2 separate regions of the Mus musculus genome follow, and region 1 is linked to region 2. The links are chromatin contacts, called in public HiChIP or PLAC-seq maps. All regions are on one chromosome and are shown on one strand. Each heading gives the region's core, a stretch centred on a gene start, on an enhancer-like site or on the middle of the called end of the contact. The rest is flanking DNA. Distances are from core to core; before and after follow the strand shown.

What was found. HiChIP or PLAC-seq counts read pairs in DNA pulled down with a chosen protein or histone mark.
Region 1: a contact with region 2 is called in an H3K27ac HiChIP or PLAC-seq map of stem cell-derived neural progenitor cells, with 7 times the contacts expected there. The contact joins the promoter of Akirin2 here to the enhancer-like site in region 2. A contact is called at or near these places in 1 of 39 promoter capture datasets (neural stem cells), 1 of 484 Hi-C or Micro-C datasets (ventricular fibroblasts) and 10 of 115 datasets of contacts at active chromatin or transcription factors (VIP interneurons, embryonic forebrain, embryonic stem cells and 5 more).

Annotation. Positions count from the first base shown.
Region 1 is chr4:34,546,600-34,552,519 of GRCm38.p6, forward strand. It overlaps Akirin2 (akirin 2), which reads left to right and starts at 4,016. Exons shown (of 5, transcript NM_001007589.3): 1 at 4,016-4,674. The coding sequence starts at 4,446.
Region 2 is chr4:33,546,382-33,552,438 of GRCm38.p6, forward strand. No RefSeq gene overlaps it. Among named protein-coding and RNA genes, the nearest start is that of Gm32893, 19 kb to the right of the region's middle. Within about 2 kb of position 3,425, at least 21 of the 459 cell types and tissues checked have an H3K27ac peak or open chromatin away from gene starts, as enhancers often do. A contact at or near this core is called in VIP interneurons, neural progenitor cells, neural stem cells and 1 more, where this site is marked.

The sequences.
Region 1 (5,920 bases), core at 2,766-5,265, 1.0 Mb after region 2:
ATGCTTCTCAGAAGAGAATTGCTACATGGTGACAAAAGTGTGACAAGCCTTTAAAACTTGCCTGTATTCACCAGCAGAACCAGCCTGGCTGTGAGGTCACAGGAACATTTAATTGCACTATATATTTAGATTCATGTAACTTGACTTAACTTACTGTGTTAGTTTTCTCTTTCTTTTTGATGCATGAACTCAAAATTCACTTCAAAATTATGTTAAAACTGAATGGTTTTTAAGAGTTGTATTTATTTTCATTTCTTGCCTTAGAATTACTTTTTTCCCTTTGTGTGTGTGTGGGGGGGGGGGGGGTTGAGACAGGGTTTCTCTGTATAACCCTGGCTGTCCTGGAACTCGGAAATCCACCTGTCTCTGCCTCCCAAGTGCTGGGATTAAAGGTGTGCCGCACCACTGCCCAGCTAGAATTACTTTTTGTAGGTTTTTCTCTGAAAGCCTTTGGCTACTCTGAAAGACTTGTTACAAATGAGGACTATTGAGAGGACAGAGTGGTAAAAAATAAAAATAAAATGTTATCAACTGACATTTTTTAAGTGTGGGAGCAAAAGATCCCTTGACAGACTTCTTTTTTTCAATGTGGTGAGAATAATGTGAAAGTTTATAGACAAGATTTTCAAGCTTGAAGCACTGAGAAAGGGTCTTAGTCACTATGCCTTTTCTGTGAAGAGACACCATGACCAAGGCAACTCTTATTAAAAAAAGCATTTACTTAGCGACTTGCTTACAGTTTCAGAGGTTTAGTCCATCATCAAGGCAGGAGCGTAGCAGACAAAATGCTGGAGTAGTAGTTGAGAGCTACCTACATACAGACCGGCAGGCAGAGAGAAAGAAACACTGTGTTGAATGTCTTCTTTTGAGAACCTTGGGCTGGCGAGATGGCTCAGTGGTTAAGAGTGCCGACTGCTCTTCCAAAGGTCCCGAGTTCAAATCCCAGCAACTACATGGTGGCTCACAACCATCTGTAATGAAATCTGATGACCTCTTCTGGAGTTTCTGAGGACAGCTACAGTGTACTTTCATATAATAAATAAATAAATCTTTAAAAAAAAAAAAAGAAAAGAAAAAAGAAAACCTCAAGGCATTCTCCCAGTGACAACAAGGCCTCACCACCTAATCCTTCTAATCTTTTCAAAGAGTTCCACTCCCTGGTGAGAGCCAGTCTCATTCTCAAGCCAGAAAGTTGCCTCTGGGTTAAGGATGAACTTGAACTCCTGACCCTCCTGTAGGCCACATAAGCCTAGAGCTGCAGACCTAATGCAGAAAGAATTACTGTTGCTGATAGGAGTTCCCAAATTTCCAAGGGAAACTGCCCCAGGCATGTTTAAATTTAAACCAGAAAGAACAAAAAATTAAGGAAAATCCAGATTATAATAAACACACCGATTAAAAATATAGAAAGAGCCCCAGTACAGGGGAATACCAGGGCCAAGAAGTGGGAGTGGGTGGGTAAGGAAGCAGGGCTGGGGGAGGGTATAGGGGACTTTCGGGATAGCATTTGAAATGTAGAAGAAAATATCTAATAAAAAATGCCTTAAAATACAGAAAGAAAAACTAGAAAAACTTACTGTACAAGCTATGTCAAAACTGAATGTCACTCTGTAGGGAACCCTGGTACCAGGAAAGGGAAATACCTAATGCACACAGGGTACCATTAGAGCCACAAAAACAAAACCAAACCCCAAATCAAAGTAATTAGCATGGTGGTTTGAATAGGAATTGGCACTAAGGCTCACAAGCTGAATACTTGTTTTTCAGTTGGTCATCTATTTAGGAAGGTAGGATGTGTGGTCTTGTTGGAGATGTATCACAAGGGGGGCCCTCTCTCTCTCTCTCTCTCTCTCTCTCTCTCTCTCTGTGTGTGTGTGTGTGTGTGTGTGTGTGTGTGTGTGTGTGTCTCTCTCTCTGTGTCTCTCTCTCTCTGTGTCTGTCTGTCTGTCTCTCTGTGTGTCTCTGTCTCTCTCTGTCTCTTTCTCTCTGTCTCTCTTTCTCTGTCTCTCTTTCCTGCCTCCAGATCAAGTTATAAGCTCTCACTACTACTACTCCATCCATGCCACGTTTCCTTCCATGATGATAACCCTCTGAAACTATAAGCAAGCCTCCAGTTAAATGCTTTATCTTATATGTATCCTTGATCATAGTGTCTCTTCATAGCCATACAACAGTTAGGAAAAACCAACTAACAAATTTCAAAAATAACAAACAACAAAAGACAAAAGCATAAATGAGCAAACTATGCTAGCTATATCGACATTCCCAGACAATTAGAGTGGCTAACGCTGGTAGTCCTTACTACTGCTCTTTTTCTGACCTCTATACAATTGCTTTTATTTATCCTACTGAATTTCTTGTTTATTTTTAACATTAGCCCACAATGCAATTTGCGTTATGGCCTGCTCATACCTGATTTGTTTCTGTTCATTCCTCCAGGCCGTGTACCCTTTCTCCCCTGGCAGTTACCTTCTGCTTTCATGTCACAAATACTCTATTACCCCTTCCTCCTCTTCCACACAATCTCAATGTCCTGTCTTGTGGCTCCCTTTTACCTTCCGTGCCACCTGTGGTCAAATCTTAGTGGACAAAAGGAGAGGCTGCTGTTTAGTTGCTAGGGTGCTTGATTGACCCCTGGCAATATATAAACGATGTATGATGGCACACGCCAATCATCTTAACCTTAGTTCTCAGGAGGTAGAGGTGGGAGGGTCAAAAGTTCAAGGTCATCTTTGGCTACCCAGTGAATTTGATATCAGATCTTATCTCCAAAGGAAAAAAAAAAGTCAAGAACTTTTCTTATTCTGCTCTTACATAAAGTATGAACGTCCAGTCAGTTTCAGCACAATAACAGATTTCCTGGAGTTTTTATAATTTAATAAACACATCCTTAGTACAAGTCTTAGTTAAGTGACTGTTTCATAGAATGCTGGTCTTTCTCAAAAGATACTTTCTAAGAACTATATTCTAAATTAAAATAAGTGTGACAGAGTTGCTTATACAGTGTGATCAAGAAAGCTGATCTTTGTGGTGGTGAACAATTCTAAACAAATGGATATATAGAGAGGTATTGTCCAAAACAACTATAAAGCAGCCACATATGTTGATTTCTGAGTAAGCAGAAAAGAGTGAGCATTAGGCGTATTAATACTTATAATCTTGGTGGAGAGCTAGCATCCACAGGCAGAAGATATAAAGTATCTACATAAATTACTTCATCAGTGCTGTAGTCGATCCCTATTTTAGATAGTTGATGAAAAAACAAATTTTAGAAATATTTCTTCCCACTTTGCTAATAAAGATGGGTCCTGCTCCCTAGGCATTTATTTGCTTGCCTTTCCCTAGACCCCACCCAGCCTTCCAAACTCAACAAATTTCTGGTGTTGATCGCTCTCTGCTCATAGTAAACAATTGACTTTGTGCTCCTTTTCAGCTATGCAGAATTTAATAAGCAAACAAGTACCTATCTGGGAAGCGCAAAGCACAGACTTCAAAGATCCTGTAATCTGATATTATTACTGTCGTTCTGTCTCGAGGACCCAAATTGGTGTTTTCATTATTTCCTATCTCCTCCATGTGACAGATTTGGTTTTTTGGCGCTCCTGACAGCTAAATTAATCTCTCTCCAAATATTAGACTGGCTCTTTGTTATATCCCGTTTAAGTCACTATGCCAAATCTTCACAGGGTCTCTAAAGTGCTTAGCTTGCTTTTCCAATGGGTTCGCTTCCTCTTCCCCACTGTCTCACAGGCTCTCCTTTCTCTTCCTTAGGTCTTTTTTTTTTTTTTTTTTTTTTAAACTCTCTTACTTATGAGGGGGTATTTAAATTCCAACCCGGAACTTGGGATCGTGCGCCTTGGATGACGGGAGTCGTAGTTTCTGTGACTTCTGGGTAACCGCCTTTCAGGCCGATCCCTGCCCTTCACGAAACCCCACAAATCCCAGAATGCACTCTGGCGGGCCCGCCCCCGGTGCGCAGGCGCCCTGGGGCCGCAGGATTTGAATCGGCGGCGTTGTTATTGACGCCATATTGGGGCCGGCGGCGGGTGGCAGAGTTGTTCCGTGGAGAAGAGAGGGTCGAGTGCATTGCTTAGCTCTGTACGGCCGGGCTACCTCGCAGCTCCCGCGCGTGGCCGCCACTCACGAGCTTCCGTCTGCACCGGCGTGTCGGAGATCGCGTCTGGGTCGCGCCACTGGCCGGGTCCACTTCCGAAGGGAGCGGGTCTCCGCGCAGGAGCCCCGGCGCGCTCAGCCCGAGCGCACGGCGGGGGCGGCCCGGCCTCTCGGGAGCGGCCCCGAGCCGGCGGCGCGACCCTCGCGCCTCGCCCGCCTGCCCTGTCGCGGCTCCGCCGTCCCGGGCCCCACACCCACCGGGCACCTCGGAGGGCCCGTTTGCCCCCGTCCTTCCCGGCCCCGCCCGAGCCGAGCCTCGGCCGCCCGCCACCATGGCGTGCGGAGCCACTCTGAAAAGGACTCTGGATTTCGACCCGCTGCTGAGCCCCGCATCTCCGAAGCGGAGGCGGTGCGCGCCTTTGTCGGCGCCGGCTTCGGCTGCCGCCTCCCCTGCCGCCGCCACCGCCGCCGCCGCCGCCTCGGCCGCGGCCGCCTCGCCGCAGAAGTATCTCCGGATGGAGCCTTCCCCCTTCGGCGACGTCTCTTCCCGGCTCACCACAGGTGGGCCTCGGCCCCGGGGCTGCCGGGGTGGGCTGCGGCCGGGAGCTTGGGTGCGGACACAAAGGGAAGGAAGGGCCTGAACCGAGGTGGGGGTGGTGTCGGCAGGTTGGGTGGGTACGAGTCGGGTTGGCCGGCATTGTGGGGGTCCCTCATTGTGAGGCAGATCATTTGGGGCTAGATCCCTAGAATCGTTTCCTTATGTAGAGCCCCAGCGGAAATGATCAGAGAGGGTGATATTATTCATAAGTCAGGCGAGAGAAGGGTCACATTTCACCCGAATCTCCGGGTCTCTTGGGCTGAATCGATTGGTTGCAGCTATTAACTCAGTGACTGAGTGGTTTGAGGCGAGAAGGCAGCCCCTCCTCCATTTTAGACTTGGCTGGTTTTAGTATAGAAGGGGTGGGGTTTGGAGGGGGATGGATGTCACTGGGGCGAGTTGTAGGCCTGTCATTAATCACCCACAAGAACGCCACTTTGGCTGAGTCAAGACCTGTTTCCCTAGCAGGGTCAACAACAAAGCAAATGTTCTTCCCGAGTACTGTAATGTGATCTCACTATGCGTCCAGTCCTTAAGAGATCCTGAACTTTTAATGAAAAGGAAGGTGTACTTCAAATTGAGACTGACTAGTTTATTTGTAAATGCTTTAGTTATCCCAATGAAGTATGTTGGGAGAAAACAACCTAGCCTCGAGAGTAACGAATAAATCAAGATTCCAGTGGACTTCAGACTTGAAGTCTTGAAACATTTTCTCAAAGTGTCTGCCGGATGGACCTTTGATTGCTTTTGTATACTAAATGTGTACCTAGGGATTTTTTTTCCCCCTCTGCATTTGGAAATCTTTGTGTGCCTTCGGCACAATCTTAGGGTAAACTTTAATGGACTTGAAGTGTAAGTCTGTTTCTTTTGTGTGTGGCATGCAAGAGTGTGTGAGCCTGTGTGTGTAAGCCCTTAGTGATATCATCCTTAAAGCCTTTGCTTAGCTTAAATTTTTTTTTTCTCAGTAATTCATTTTAAAAAGATGGGAACTATAGAGTTCTGTATTTGGTAACATCTATATGAAATTGACTGTACCATGTGTGTTTTTTTAAATGTCACATTTAAATATTCATACCCAAATCCATGGAGAACCTCAGTTACCTAGTCTGGCTCTTAAATTTTTGATATAACGTAGCCAAAAGCTGTTTTATGAGTTGCAGTCACTTTTCGTAGAAATTCCAAGACGTTTATTTAAGGATCATACCTAAG
Region 2 (6,057 bases), core at 2,175-4,674:
CCTGAGTGCCTCCTTGTTCCACTCTGTCACCTGTATTCATTTCCTGAGATTCCCCAAACTGAAGCCCTATGAGGTCAAAAGTGACCGGCTTGTGTGGGGAACGAATACAGGTCAGAGTGGCCCTAGGAGTCCCATAGGGAGGCCATCTACAATTGAGTCAATCACTTGGTCACTGGATTGGGGCCGTGGAGGGCTTGCATACCGGTTCTGGGATGGGAGAGCTGCGTGTTTGGAGTCACGGATGGCAGTATGTGGACTCGGTTTAGTTCATTGGAAACTGCTCAGTCACAAACGTTCAGGGATAGCAGCAGAAGATGGCTTAAAACATCTTCCACCCCTGTTTATTCATCCACCTGTTCATTTACTTGGCAAATAAGAATTGGCCATCTGTAATTGATTCTGTGACTCAGAAATACTAATATCAGAGGCCATCCAAGACAGTGGGTAGTCATTTAATCAGACAGGGAATCTATTAGCACAGACTGCCCAGTGAGATGGCAAAGGCAGAAACGTTAGCAGGGAGGGCTTCCTGGTTGAACTAGGGGTGAGTAGCGGCATGAAGCTCCGAGGAAAACGCCCTGTAGAAAACCTGAAGCCTCGGCTTGGTATTGAGCACGCGAGAGATGGGCAAAGACAAGGCGGGAGGGTGATGGACACCCTACGCAGATACAACAGCACGGCAGGCCCAGCTGCGTCAAGCAGCACACACAGATCTGCTGCTTGTGTTTTATCTGGAACGTGGAGTGCACGTAGCCAGCCCTCCTTGGGCTGGAGGAGCTGACACAAAAGGGCTCTTGGGTCCTGAGTGCAGTGGCTTGAATTTTACCCAGAGACATTTGGGATCCACAGCGAGGTTTAAGCAAGCACGGAAGAGTGTTCAGCAAGGTTCTGTTGTCCACATAGCTGACCTGTTAGTCTTGATTGACTGTTCCACCTAGACTGTAAGGCTCCGGGGCAGAGTTTTGACTGTTTTGATCATTGTGGCATCCTTAGAACATTTCTGGTATGAAGGTAGGGGCTTCATGTATATGTATAGATTTGTGTTTAGCAGACTCAGCCTGAGAGGTGCTGGGTGGAGCTGAGAAGTCGTGTTGGATGATATGACTAGAGAAACGGAAGAGGCGTGGCAAGGGGAGGGACAACAGAATGTGAGCCAGCCAGGAAGTTGAGGAAGTTTCTGGAAGCCCAGACTGTTTGCAGAGGGTGCCTGGTACTCTTTTGTTCCTAGGACAGGCTCCTTCCCCTGCCTCTCCTCTGCCATGGCAGCCTGTGAGACCTACTACACAGTCAGCCAATATCTTTTGAGCAGTTCTCGGACAGTGGGGCTACAAAGACAGACACACCCAGGGTTCTGTCTTCATGGCTTGCCTTCCAACTGGGGAGCACTGAGGTCAAGTGGGTGCCAACGAAGGTGTGTGGTATGTTGGTGGAGAGCTTCCTGTTGGGTGTGTGTTCACCCTGGACTGGGCTACGCAGTCATTTTTATTTTATTTTTCTGGGGTGTTTTCTTATTTGTATGGATTTCATTGGCCCTTTATACGTAAGGTGGAAAAGGAGTGACCCAGCTGACACAGACGAATATCAGAGAGCTTTCTTTTCATGTTTCTTTTTGAAATTTAATTAACTTTTTCTTTAAGCTCTTAAACATGCACATATTGTATCCTGACTATATTTTCCATACCTCCCTACCCTCCCTTCCCCCTCTCCTGCTTTCTAGAAATTGACCCCTTTTGTCCCCCTTGACATTTTTTTATTTTATATATTTTTATGAGGTATTTTCTTCATTTACATTTTAAATACTATCCCAAAAGTCCCCCATACTCCCCCACTCCCCTACCCACCCACTCCCACTTCTTGGCCCTGGTGTTCTCCTATACTGAGGCATATAAAGTTTGCAAGACCAACCCCCTTGACATTTTAAATTCGACATATATATATGTATACATGATTTTGTGTATTTCTATAAAATCTGAAAACTACAAATGAGAGGAGACATATTATGTGCCTTTCTGTAATTGACTTGATTTGTTTAACATGATCTTTAAAATGCATCAATTTTCTGCATCGCTCTGTTCTTTTGCTGCTGGATATTTTTGCGCGCACACACACACACACACACACACACACACACACACACACACACACTTATTCAGGTCTCTATTGGCAGGCACTTATTTAGGTTGGTTCCATAACTTACCTTTTGTGGATAGTGCTGTAGTAAACGTTGATGTACAACTCTCTTGGGGATGATGTTGACTTGAGCTTCTTTGAATAAATACCCTGAGTTAGTACAGCTGGGTCATATGAGATAGGTGTATTTTCAGGTTTTTTTGAGAGCACTCCATCCTGGGTGGACCAGTTTACATCCCCCCAGCAGTGCCCCAGGCTCCTTTGCCCACATCCTCGCCAGCATTTGTTACTACTTGCTTTCTTAATACTGCCCCCCTGACTGAGGTGAGGTGCAAGCTCCGAGAAGTTTTGATTTGCATTTCTCTGATGCCAGTGTGGTTGGACAGTTTTGTTTGTTTGTTTGTTTTTGAAGATGTCTTCATTAACCATTTGTATTTCATCTTTTGAGAACTGTCTGTTCATTTTGTTAGACCTCTTATTGAAGAAAAGGGGAAAAACAATCTAGCAGACAGATCTGGTCTCCTAGATTGGCAGGGAATGTTATGTAAGGGAGGAATGGATGTGGAGGAGGGAGGGAGAGCGGGTAGTAAAATGGGACATGGGAAGTGGTCTGGTAGCTGGGTGCATTGCTTCCCAGGCCCCCACGAGTCTCATTCAGGGGATTCCTCTGCAGTGGTTGCCTGCTCTTTCTCCTCTGGGTCTGGCTTTCAATGATCTGATTACAGATGCTAGTCCGAGGATGGAGTCTCAGCTGCTCCTCACAGTTTCCTGTTTTTCCTTCAGGGTATAGGCTACAAATGCTGGCTACTTACTCCCTGGGATCCTTTCTGCTGTCAAGGGCAGTGTTGTAGGTGGGCAAATCCCCTGCAGATACAAAATAGCATGGGCAAGTCCCCGGTAGATACAAAGGACTATGGGCAAATCCCCTGTAAATACAAAGTATCACGTGCAAGTCTCCTGTAGAGACAAAGTACCATGTGTAAGTCCCTAATAGATACCTAGTGCCACATGCATGAGCCAGATGGGAAGCATCTTCCCCTTTGTCTAGCTGTGCTCTCCTGGCTGGACAGCACACAGTCCCATGGTACTTGAGTTTCTTAACAACAACCATGACAACAGAGTGCTACCAAGATGCCCATGCGGGCACTTTGTAAAAACAGCATCCTGTTTCTGCTCCATAGAGTACTAAGTACCCAGCCTGTGGACAGTGGCAGCCCCCTACCTCAGCTCCCCGCCACCTCCCACCCTTTTTATTCTCCTAGCACTTCCTTCTGCTAATGTGGCTGCCACTCCAGCTGCAGCCTTTGTTCCAGTTAGAGTGCCTGTTGTTGTAAGTGCAGTGCGGGTTGTGTAAGCTCCCTGGCTCCTGCAGTCTGTGGTGGGAGCTTCTCAAAACGAGCCAGCCACCTTGGAACAGGCTCCTTAGGCTTTCTCTTTTGCCTGTAAAGGTCTCCGCTTTACTTTTCTAAGTAAGGTAGAAAAAAAAACTGCAGGCTTCATCCTCCTTGATTTTGCAGCTCTCCCCAGGAAGAGTCTTGGGCAGACCCTGTCATGCACCATCTCCCCAATTATTTCTATGACAAAGAATTGAGGGCCATAGCTATGACCTGATAGAGCCACAACCGTAGTTCTTCCAAAGTCTAACAGTCGGAGAAGCGTTGTTATTAACTGCAGCCTCAGAGCCGAGGAGGAAGCCAGGAGGAATGCCGGGTCTTCCTTCCTCTGCCTTCTGGCCTGATTGGACCTTCAGTGGTGAGGCGCTCCCACACTGACAGCATCAGTCTGCTTTACTTTGTCCTTATAGATACATTCAGACTAGGGTGCAATCAAATACCCAGCACTCTGTGACTCCGTTGATATAAAATTATTGGGGAAATGGCTAATGGATGGGGGAAATCACAGAGCAGGGTCAGGGATCAGAGGTGTGGGTGTGGGGTAGGGTGAGGTGGCAGTAGAGCATATAGTTCTCAGGCTGGTCCTCAGGGACCACGTGGCTTTTAGCTAAAGCTCTGAAGCAGGCGGAGTAGTAAGCTCAGGGTACTTTAGGGAAAGAGAGTCCCAGGTAGAAGGAACAGCCACAGGTCGGAGCTAGACTGAAGGGCTTAGCATGAGGCAGGAGCTAGGTAGGTGGGAAGGAACAGGGAAATGTTGGTATTGTCCATATGGGTGTGCTTGTGTGTGTGCACACATATGTAGGAGTATGTGCATGTGTGCTCATTTGTGTGTGTGTGTGTTGGCAGAGGTATGCAGATGTTGACGACTATTCTATTTATTTTACCCTTTTTATTGTGAGTGAAACAAAACTGTTGTAAGTTTAATCCGCACTAGTCCTGGATCATTTTGAACTCACAAAAACCTTAAATCTCAGTGAACAAGCTCTTAAAGGGTGGGCCAGTTTTAGGTGTCTAGTATGTGGCTCCAAAGTAGGGAACAGTGCCCTAAATGCCTGTGTGTAGGCTCTGAGGTACAGTGTGGGAGATGGGACCAGCATCTTCAGTGATGCCCAAGGGAGGGCACAAGCAGGAAGAACCACCACAGCACAAGATGCCAGATTCTGCAAGAGAGTCTTGGTCCAGAGGAAAGAGGTCTTAGACTGGACGAGAGGAAATGGTTCAGGAGTAACCAACTCACAGGTACAATACGTCATTTGAGTCTAGAAAAGTGCTCAAGTCTGGTAACCTGGTAACATGAGTGCTATCCCTGAACTCCACATGGTGGAAGTTCCCATGCCTTCTGACCTCCTCCACACATGCACTGTGGCATACATTCCCCACACATGTGCATATAAAAACATACAAAACCCAAACAAATGAGTGTTTCAACGGTTTTGTTTCTTTAATTAATATGACTTTCACGCTAAGTGTCGCGGCACGTGGGGTAGTCCCAGCACTCAGAAGGCTGAATCAGGAGGGCAGTGAGTTCAAGAACAGCCTAGGCTGTGGAGTGAGGCTCTGCTTTTAACAGTCAAACAAAAAGTTCCAATGCTGGCCCTGGGGAGATGGGTCGGTAGCTAAGAGTGATCAGTGCTCGAGCAGGGCCAGTTCCTAGCACACATCAGTTAGTTCACAGACCTCTGTAACTCCAGCTCCAGAGGATCTGATGTCCTCTTCTGGTCTCCGTAGGCATCCTCACCCGTGTGTGCTGGAACTTGTTCTTTGTCACAGTTTCTTCTCACTTCTTGAGAATTAACAAAAGCAGTATGGTTGTGATCCCTGGAATGAGGTGAGCATTCATTCATCAGTGGTGGCGGTTACAGAGTGAGGCACGTGGCTACAGGGCTGTTAGGCCCATTTGGTGGTGCTGAGGGGGTTAAGGTGCAGCATACACAGCATGGGTTACAGAGTGAGGCACGTGGCTACAGGGCTGTTAGGCCCATTTGGTGGTGCTGAGGGGGTTAAGGTGCAGCATACACAGCATGGGGTCGCCCAGAATCCAGAAGGAGGAGGCACTGTAAGAGCAATAGACTGCAAACACCGGCGCGCGCGCGCACGTGCGTGTGTGTGTGTGTGTGTGTGTGTGTGTGTGTGTGTGTGTGTGAGTGTGTGTGTATGTGTGTGTGTGTGTGTGTGTGTGTGTAGTGTGTATGGCAGCCACTGTCCTGCTATCAGGGGCTGCTAAAGCCCATGAGTCACTTTGACTGACGCCGCTGACAGTGTGGAGAGGTTCGCCATTTATCTAATGTTTTAAAAGACAAGTTTATACCGAGAGATGATTATCAACTCTGTCCCGTAGAAGTTATCGATGCCCCGACTTCAGGGGTGACAAATGCGGTTTATGGCATCTGTCAGGCAGATGAAGAGAAAGCCATTTCTTTCTATTAAGTAGATGGAAAGGACTCTGGGAGATTAGAGGCAGCAAGAACATCACTCCTGGATGAGGGATGTCAGTCAGGGGATTATCTTGTTAAGAAGGGACAAAGACATTATA